Linked DNA regions of Ovis aries: regions 2 and 3 are each linked to region 1. A link is a contact called in public Hi-C data. All regions are on one chromosome and are shown on one strand. Each heading gives the region's core, a stretch centred on a gene start, on an enhancer-like site or on the middle of the called end of the contact. The rest is flanking DNA. Distances are from core to core; before and after follow the strand shown. Region 1 holds the start of MTAP (methylthioadenosine phosphorylase). Region 2 has its middle 91 kb from the start of TRNAW-CCA. Region 3 overlaps IFNE (interferon epsilon).

Region 1 (3,062 bases), core at 378-2,877:
TAATCTCAGCTCCCCCACTTGGAAGCGCTACCACTGAATAAGTTTCAGCCACATGCTAAAAGACAATACAATTCTAATGTCCCAGCAAACCCTACAGTAAGGTTCCCATTTTACTGAAATGAAAAAGAGCTTCGTAAAAATTCTGCTTTGTTCTCTATGACTGATAAGGAAGAGGTAGTCTACAAATACTTGTTTAGTGCAAGATTCTTTTCGAAATGGAAAAAGGAATTTAGTATCTTAAGTGTGACTGCAACTCTGCCCCCCCCCCCCCCCCCTTTTCATCTAGTGTCTCTGATAGCTGCAAGGGCCTACTAAGGTAATCACTCTGGCTGAGTACACACTGACCACAGATTTGCTTTCTCCAGGGGAACTGAAAACTGATTCCACAAAACGTGGAATCATGGACCTTCCTATCTCATCAGCCAAGAATGTCTAAAGCCAGACAAGTTAACTGACCTCTTAGCTGGTTAGGCCTGAAAGCGATGTTAACTTTGATCATTAATTTACTTCTGTGGACTGTAATTCTACATTCCCCGCCCCCCCCCCCCCCCCCCAAGCCAGGACCAACAGGAAAAACTGTTTAAAAGCCCCTGGGAAACTCGTTGCAAACCTTGGAACTACTGGTCAAAGCTTCCACAGTACAATGATCCCTTATACGGAGACCCCTGAAGACCGAGGGCAAGGAAACTGATCTCCACCTTCCAAGGTTGCCCACAAAGCAGTTTGGGCTGCCCTGGTGGCTCAATGGTGTAAGAATTCGCTGCCAAGGGGGAGTCGGGGTTCAATCCCTGGGTCGGGAAGATCCTATGGAGAAGGAAATGGCAACCCACTCCAGTATTCTTGCCTGGGAAATCCCAAGGATAGAGGAGCCTGGTGGGCTATGGTGGTCCATGCGGTCCCAAAGAGTCCCACACGACTTAGCGACTAAACAACAGCAAAGCAGGTTAAAGCCAGAGGCCTCCAAACAGGGAGCGGCCCAGTACTCCTATACTCCATTTCGGTGTTGTAAAAACTCTCAAGAGTTCCCAAAGCAGAGAAGGCCTACGTTTAGAACACAAACAAAAAGCCGGAAGCTTGCAAAAGAGCAAGCATGCAGTTTTCCCACGTGGGCCGCGGGCGGAGGGCCAAGTCGGAGCGGAAGCGTTTAAGTCGGGCAGGGCTCAGGGCTCGAGGAGACCTTCAGGGGTTGTAGGTGCCCACCCCGCGGCACACCCAGCCCCAGCCTGACCCATCTGCTCGGAAAGGTACTTGCAGTACCGATTCGCGGCCCCTCTCCGAAGGGCGTGCCTTCGCCCTGCGTGAGCAGCTGAGACCTAAGGCAAGGCAATGGCAAACTCTGCAGTGGTTTCCTGTCCCTCGCTCGCCGCCCCGGGCTAAGCCGCAGACCCTCCCCGCCGCGGCGGGGGCGCCCCCGCTAGGCGCACGGCCCAGAGGCGCTGTCCGCCCGGAAGAGAGAGACAGCGTACAGGTCAGGCAGGATCGCAGCAGCCAGGACGTCTAATCTCACCTTCACGGCAGCCGGAGTGGCACCTGAGGACATGTCTGGCGAGGAAGGAGCGGCGGCCACGCTCGGGATGGAGGCGGGGAACAGAGCAGCTGCGCGGGTGCAGGCGCGCGGCGCGGGACTGAGCAGGGAGGTCCTGGGGTCGGCGGTGGCTCCGCCTCTTCCTCCCGGGGACAGCTGGATTGGCTGCTGGCGTGGGCTCTCCCCCGCCTCCCCTCTCAATTCCAGACGCCCGCCTCCCGCCTCTTCTGCAGACCTTTTCGGTTCTCGGTTGATTTCCCTGCCTCGCCTCCCCCCCAGTTGTAGCTAACGGGTTCATGATAGTGATAATAATAGGGACCGTTGATTGACAGCTTATGCTGTTCCAGACTTTGTGCTTTGCACTCTCATCGGCTCTGTTAACTTTCGCAAGAACACGACAAGGAAGAGCAGCGCTTCTGGCGCCGTCTCGTATCCGCGGCAAGCTCGGCCTCATCTGTAGAGTCGGGCCCATCTTGTTCCAGAAGTTCTCGGGGGCGGGGGAGGGAGAATCGTGGCGACGAGGGGACAGGCTCTTCGCTGAGGCTGCCTCCAGCTGCGAATGTGGGGCGGGGTGCCGTTGACTCGTCTCATCCCCGGTACTCAACCGGGGGTTTGCTCCTTTCTGTTAAGTCGTTGGAGACAGAACAGAGTGGGGTTGGCTGGCCCAAGACTCTGGGATGACAGAAAGAAACAGGGTAACGTGCTGCTGGATAATGATAAACTTTCTGACCTACAAACTCTGGCTATGGGGCAGGTTTTCCACGGGATAAACCATACCCTAACTTCCAGCCTGGGTCCACAATGCCAAGGCCGACTTCAACCCAAACCAACCCGATCAAAGTCCAATTCAACTAGATTCAGAATCCGGATTTCTGTCATCACTCAACCACTAGTTGGGTACCCCCCACCTCCACCCGCCCTTTCACGTTGCACCAGCCCTTCATTGGGATAATCCAATTTAAACTCTTTGGATGAGTTGAATTCTCTTCAACAAAATGCTGGGTGACAGTGATATTCTGATAGGCAGAAATGTTGCGAAGATTTTACTCTGGGGGTGGGAGAATGGCTGTGGAGGGGTGAACTTCCTTTTTTCCCTACAGCAGTAAAACTGAAACCCCACACAAGTATAACTTCATTCAGACATCACTGGGTGCTTCCCATATCCTGTTTACTTAAAACAGTAAAAATTTTCACTCATTATTTGCTCAAGATGTAACTTTTCTTGCAATGTAAAGTTTTCTTCTGTTTCTTTTAAATTATAAAATGAAATGGCAAAGTGGAAGACTGGAGTGCTCCTTTGAAAGGGCAGGGGGCTGCAAGTTGCTCCTGAATGTGGTTTCCTAGGAGCTTGTCTGCTCAGAGGGGAACCACTGCAGGGACACAGAGACCTTGGGTTACATGGTGCTTCACAGTTAGGGAATCTTGACAAACTTAGGTGCTTTGATGTAAGATAACTACCACCAGAGTTTGAACCCTTATCAATAAGAAACAATAAAACACAGTCACAGCCCTTAGGTAAGAGGTCTGCAAACCTTGC
Region 2 (3,062 bases), core at 152-2,651, 350 kb before region 1:
TTCTCCATGTAGATTAAAAAAAAAGAAACAATTTCACTTGCTATAAATAAAATGTAACTGTACAAAGAAGTGCTTGGAGTAAGTAGTTATTCAAGTCTAGGGAAATGTGGTTGCCTGCTCTGAGATTTCAAATCTCACTAATGTCAAAATGAAATTTCCTATTTGATGTAATCAGAAAAGTGAGAGGAAATTAAAAAGAAGGCCTTACTCATTATGTGTTTCAATGCTGTGTAATACACTACTTATGTTCCATCTAAACCATTTTAAGGATCAAATAGTGGTCTCATAATCAAATGGGTAACTGTGATTGAGTATGTGTGTCAGATATCATCACTTCCTTTCCTGGTACCTGTCCTACAGACAACTAATGCTGTGGACCATAGGCTCACTGCAACTTCTGAAAATAATATTTTCCCCAGATATAAATAATATTTCTGAGACTGGGGAGTCCTATTGCAGCATCTGGCACACCATAAATATCAAACCAACTTGTATTTCCTTCCTTCTTCCATTAATAATCAGTTTCTTTTCCTGATTAAAAAAAAATGTGTTTCTGCTATATTTAAAATGGATAACCAACAAAGACCTACTTTACAGCTCATGGAACTCTGCTCAGTGTTATGTGGCAGCCTGAATGGGAGGGAAATTTAGGGGAGAATGGATACATGTTTATGTATAGCTGAGTCCCTTTGCTATTTACCTGAAACTATCACAACATTGTTAGTCAGCTATACTCCAACACCCAACAAACAGTTTAAAAAAATAAAATACATTTATCAAATTTTAAAAAAAGAACAAAAAAATGTGTTTAATGACTAAAATTTCTCCTTGGGCTCCCTTGTAACTACAAGGAGAAAAAGTAATTCCTTCCCACTTTTTTTTTTTTTGCTGTTGTAATTATTTAATCATAATCCACAACTATAATATTGGTGATATTATCATCCAACAGACTAGAGATTCAGCTTGCTCTCTGTTTTCACATGGCTACAATTCTATCCAACTTAGAGCATTACTTTAGCATTAGGAAGCAGAGACTCCCCAGGACAAAAGAAGAGTCATTTAACCAGTTGTTTACTCTCTGCGTATTACTCCCAATTAAATGTGAGATCAGGGCTTCTACACGCTCTAGGTTAAGCTGTGAATATGCACAGGCTAAAGAATACGATTTATGTTATAGTCCCAGAGATGTGGCTATGAGCTGAATCTTCATAACAAAACAAAGTCCTTCCACAAGAATTTCTTACCTAACACTGAACTTTTATCACATAATTTTTTTTTTCCAACTAGCTTTTTCAAATAAATGCTAACCATACAGTGTCTCTTCTCTCCCTTCAGGATACACAAACCACAGAATTCCGATGACTCACCCCAAAATAGCTTATGAATATGCCAGGGGCGGAAGGGCATGCTGTTTAGTTCTTTAAAACTTCCTGCCAAACTGAAGAAACTGAACATACACAGATATTTGGGGACTAACTATGAGTAATAATGAGAATTTAATCCCTTTTAGTCTTCTGGGTTAGCAACAGCTTGCCTAACATGTCCGGCAACATCCTGCTTGCTACATGTGACTTCTCAAAAAACAATAATATAATATTAATAGCACAGTGTTTCATTGTTAAGACTGCTGTTATCTATGTCAGTGGTTCCCAAACATTTGCAACCATTTGTAGATGATGGTCATATCTTGGAAGAACTGTCACTAACTGCTTTATAGAACAAACATGTTATCAGTTTCACTTTGAAATTTAAAACAAATAAAAGATTCAATGTATAGAATTTTAAGTCTGCATAAGCCCTTAAAATGGGTTTGAATCTCAGATAGGCCACCTGTAGCAGTTACTTGAACCCTCCAAATTCTAATTTCCCTATATGTAAAGTGAGGATGGTAATGTTATTGTTAGATGTGTATGTAAACAAAGAGTACTGCTAAGTGAATAAGTTAGCTAGTGCTAATAAGGAATCTGAAGACCACAACTATTAACTGACCTAAGAAGGGTCACACACTCATCAGTCAAGTGCCAAAACAGAGCATATTACAAAGCTGTGGTTAAACACAAGTCTCTGGAGCCAGTCAGCCCAAGTTCAAACCCCAGTTTCCTATCTGCTAGCTGCATCACCTTGAGCAGATCACTTTTCTGTGCTTCAGTATTCTTCTCTATAATATTAAGATAATAATAGTTCTTTTATCACTGGGTTGTAGTGACAGCTTAAAAAGAATACATGTAGCAGTGCCTGGTACATAATAATTAATCAACAAATACTACCACCCCCAAATTGGAAAGTTCTGGTTCTTCCAAAAAAAATTTTTAAGTAAAATCAATGTCAACAATGACAGACATTTTTTTAACAGTGACAGTTGTTAAAAACTTGATCCAGAAAAGCAACCCAAACTTTAAACACACACACACACACACACACACACTTACTTAAGATAGTTTATAAAGTGATCAGAATATTTGCAGATGTCTTTACAGGTCAAGGTACTTGTGCTCTGCAGCCGTGTAGATGTGTCATCTTTCCTTTTTCCTGTAGAGGAAGGATACAACGCAAACAAAAATACTACACACAACAACCCCGATTACTAAAGAGTCACCTTGATTAGAGTTTGAAAAGAATGCCATCATCCAGCTGCCCTTGACATTCATGGAAGAAGCTTAGTGCAATGGGAGAAGCATCAGACTCCCCTTTTCAGTCCAGGCTCTGCCACTTGACTAGCTATAGTAAGTTGCTCAGACTCTGAGGTGCCATCTGTAAAATGGGGACAGTAAACAGAGACCACCTTATTATAAATACAATAAATTCTCTTGATGCAAATTAGCACTAACCGCCCCCCTATACACACACACAGAATAACTGCTAACGACATATTTGTTTAAATAATAAATAAGATACAAATTAAAGATTTTAGGATTTATTGTGTCCAGTCCCTAACTGACACCACTATATCCCTGTTCCCACCTAAACAGTACCTAATTTGAAAATCACAGATCTAGGCCCTGTCACTGATGGCCTCCAAGAGTTAAATACTATAATCGCTAGATCCTTAATAAGAAGCTTAA
Region 3 (3,062 bases), core at 290-2,789, 310 kb after region 1:
TTAAAAAAGGAATATGGGACTTGTAATTCAAGAAGCATTACTGACGTAAACTAGTCACATTGATTTTCTTTAGTTATTGGCACCCTAGGGAATATAGACTAACCAACTGCCCCCAAACTCTTTCCACATATGATGTTATTTATAATGTTTGCATGGCATTTCATTACATGGATTTCCCAACATTTATTTAACCATTCCACTGTTGTTGGACCTATATGGTGTTATGGTATATACCTATATGGTATATACTTCAGTTGCAGTAATTTTATAACAATCTTCCTTTGCTAATATTTTCCTTTTTATATTACTTCCATAGGCTAGAATCTTAGATATTGAACTGCTTGGCTAAGACACAAAGCAATTTAAGATTGCTGATACATATCTTAAGGTTAATCTGTTCAAGCATTTGTGCAAAGATACAGTTCTACTTGAGGTTTTAAATTTAGTAGTGTAAAAAGGACACAACAGACCCAAAATGGAATTACTTATGCTAAACTCCATGCCAGTAAACCAAGACTTAATATTTAACTTAATTGCAATTTCAACACCCCAGGAATGTAACCTTTAACCAGTCAACCTAGAATTACCTGGTTAGCAGTAGTGAAGTAATCTGCGTATAGGCACCTCCATCCCCCTTAGGAGGGCAACTTTGCCTGAAACAGTACTTTTTTTGTTAATAATTTTCTTTTTTCTGCCCGGTTTCTACTTTAAAAACCTTTCCTTTTCTATAGCTTGGTGGAACCAATTTGACCTTTAAATTTACTCAGTTAAATTTTTCTTGTTTAATTTTTGCCTGACTGTGTTATGGCTTCCCAGGTGGTGTTAGTGGTAAAGAACCCACCAGCTAATGCAGCAGATGTAAGGGATCTGGGTTCGATCCCTGGGTTAGGAAGGTCCCCTGGAGAAGGGCATGGCAACCCACTCCAGTATTCTTGCCTAGAGATTTCCATGGACAAGAGGAACTTGGCAGGCCCCAGTCCATAGGGTCACAAAAAGTAGGACATGGCTGAAGTGACTTAGCACACTCACACACACGCCATATAGGTGCTGTTAAGCCTCTGATAAACATAACTCCATGAAAGACCATTCCTTTAAAAAGAAAAACTTACTCTCAGTAAAAGAACTTTAATAAGCTTGACTAAATATTTAGAAAGCATATTGTGTTGAGTGAAACTTTGTGTATAATAAATAATGAGAGTAATAGAAGATCATTTTGCATGACTGGCCTATTATTGTCTCAAGGAACACATGCAAAGAAAACAAATTCTTTGGATTACTTCCTCAAATAAGCCAACACAATGGAAAGTGGAAAAAAAAAGTCCCGTAAACCTTGTGAAAAGGGAACCAGAAAGCTTAACATGTAAACTTGGAGAAATGACAACATTAGAAAACAAAACTACAAAAGAGAATACTTTCCAGAATAAGATGCACAAAACAAATAATCACTAGAGACGGAGCTTTATCCAGTCTGCACAGAGATAAGTGGAATATTTGACCTTCACCATGATTAACAAGGCTTTCTTTGAAATTGTGTTGGTTCTGTTGGCTTCTTCCACTGTTTGCTCCCAAGAGCTGAAACTGGTTCTTTGCCAGCAAAGGAGAGTGAACCAAGAGAGTTTAAAACTTTTGAATAAACTGCAGACCTCGTCAATTCAGCAGTGTCTACTGCACAGGAAAAACTTCCTGCTTCCCCAGAAGTCTGTGAATCCTCACCAGTATCAGAAAGGACAAGTACTGGCCATCCTTCATGAGATGCTTCAACAGATCTTCAACCTCTTCAGGGCAACCTCTTCTCTTGATGGTTGGGAGGAAAGTCACACAGAAAAGTTCCTTGTTGAACTTCTTCAACAGCTGGAATACCTAGAAGCACTCATGAGACTGCAAGCAAAGAAGAAAAGTGACACCTTGGGCAGTGAGAACCTTAGATTACAGGTTAAAATGTATTTCCAAAGGATCCATGATTACCTGGAAAGCCAGGACTATAGCAGCTGTGCCTGGACCATTGTCAAAGTAGAAATCAACCGGTGTCTGTTCTTGGTGTTCCGACTCACAAGAAAGCTGAGTGAACAGGGCATGGAAACTTGAACCATTTGAAGGAAGAGCCAACTGCAGGCTTTAAAAGCATAGCACGGAGGAGGAGTAGGATTTCTCCAGGCACTATTATTTCTTTTTGTTTTAAAGTAGTACTATTCTTTGTTTTTTGTTTTTTGTTTTTTGTGTGTGTGTGTGTGTGTGTATGTATATATATATATGTATGTGTGTATGTATATATATATACATATATGTATCTTTGCTTTAAAGATGATGCGCATTGACTACAGTTGTTTTTATTCTGTAATGTCACTTTGTATTTTCTGTCCATCTGAAATTTTTATGAGTTGAAGCGATTCATTAATATTTCATAATTGTTCTTCAGATTGGTATATTTTCATAAAAACTGGCCAAGTAGATATAATGAACTTTATCTTCACTGTCATACTTTGCTTATCATTGAATATTCATCCCAGTGATTTCTTTTTCTTAAATTAACTTGTATTGGAGTATAATTGCTTTAAAATGTTGTGTTAGCTTCTGCTGTACAGCAAAGTGAATCAACTATATGTATACATATATTCCCTCTTAGATTTCCTTCCCATTTAGGTCACCACAGAGCATTGAGTAGAGTTCCCTGTGCTATAGAGTAGGTTCTTATTAGTTATGTATTTTATACCTGAAAGTGAAAGTGTTAGTTGTTCAGTCATGTCCGACTCTTTTGCAACCCCATGGACTGTAGCCCACCAGGCTCCTCTGTCCATGGAATTCTCCAGGCAAGAATATTGGAGTGGGTACCCATTCCCTTCTCCAGGGGATCTTCCTGACCCAGGGATTGAACCCAGGTCTCCTGCATTGTAAGCAGATGCTTTACCATCTGATCCACCTCCCTTTCCCTATTGATATCACATCATATATTTATTCTTTACGTCTGTGTCTCTATTTCTGTTGTGCAAATAAGTTCATCTGTATCATTTTCTAGATTCCACATGTAGGTGACAATTATATAATGTTTGTTTTGTCTTTCTGAC

Evidence for each region. Hi-C and Micro-C count contacts between places; a contact is called where the count stands out from the background.
Region 2: a contact with region 1 is called in a Hi-C map of skin fibroblasts, with 2.6 times the contacts expected there. The contact joins the enhancer-like site here to the promoter of MTAP in region 1. A contact is called at or near these places in 2 of 16 Hi-C or Micro-C datasets (omental adipose tissue and skin fibroblasts).
Region 3: a Hi-C map of liver shows a contact between it and region 1, with 3 times the contacts expected there. The contact joins the enhancer-like site here to the promoter of MTAP in region 1. A contact is called at or near these places in 7 of 16 Hi-C or Micro-C datasets (blood, hypothalamus, liver and 3 more).

What each region holds. Positions count from the first base shown.
Region 1 is chr2:90,629,279-90,632,340 of ARS-UI_Ramb_v3.0, reverse strand. It overlaps MTAP (methylthioadenosine phosphorylase), which reads right to left and starts at 1,627. Exons shown (of 7, transcript XM_060411004.1): 1 at 1,508-1,627. The coding sequence starts at 1,540.
Region 2 is chr2:90,974,875-90,977,936 of ARS-UI_Ramb_v3.0, reverse strand. No RefSeq gene overlaps it. Among named protein-coding and RNA genes, the nearest start is that of TRNAW-CCA, 91 kb to the right of the region's middle. Within about 2 kb of position 1,401, at least 7 of the 54 cell types and tissues checked have an H3K27ac peak or open chromatin away from gene starts, as enhancers often do.
Region 3 is chr2:90,316,543-90,319,604 of ARS-UI_Ramb_v3.0, reverse strand. It overlaps IFNE (interferon epsilon), which reads left to right. Exons shown (of 2, transcript XM_060411002.1): 1 at 1-3,062. The coding sequence starts at 1,504. The coding sequence ends at 2,085. Among named protein-coding and RNA genes, the nearest start is that of IFNE, 31 kb to the left of the region's middle. Within about 2 kb of position 1,539, at least 2 of the 54 cell types and tissues checked have an H3K27ac peak or open chromatin away from gene starts, as enhancers often do. A contact at or near this core is called in liver, where this site is marked.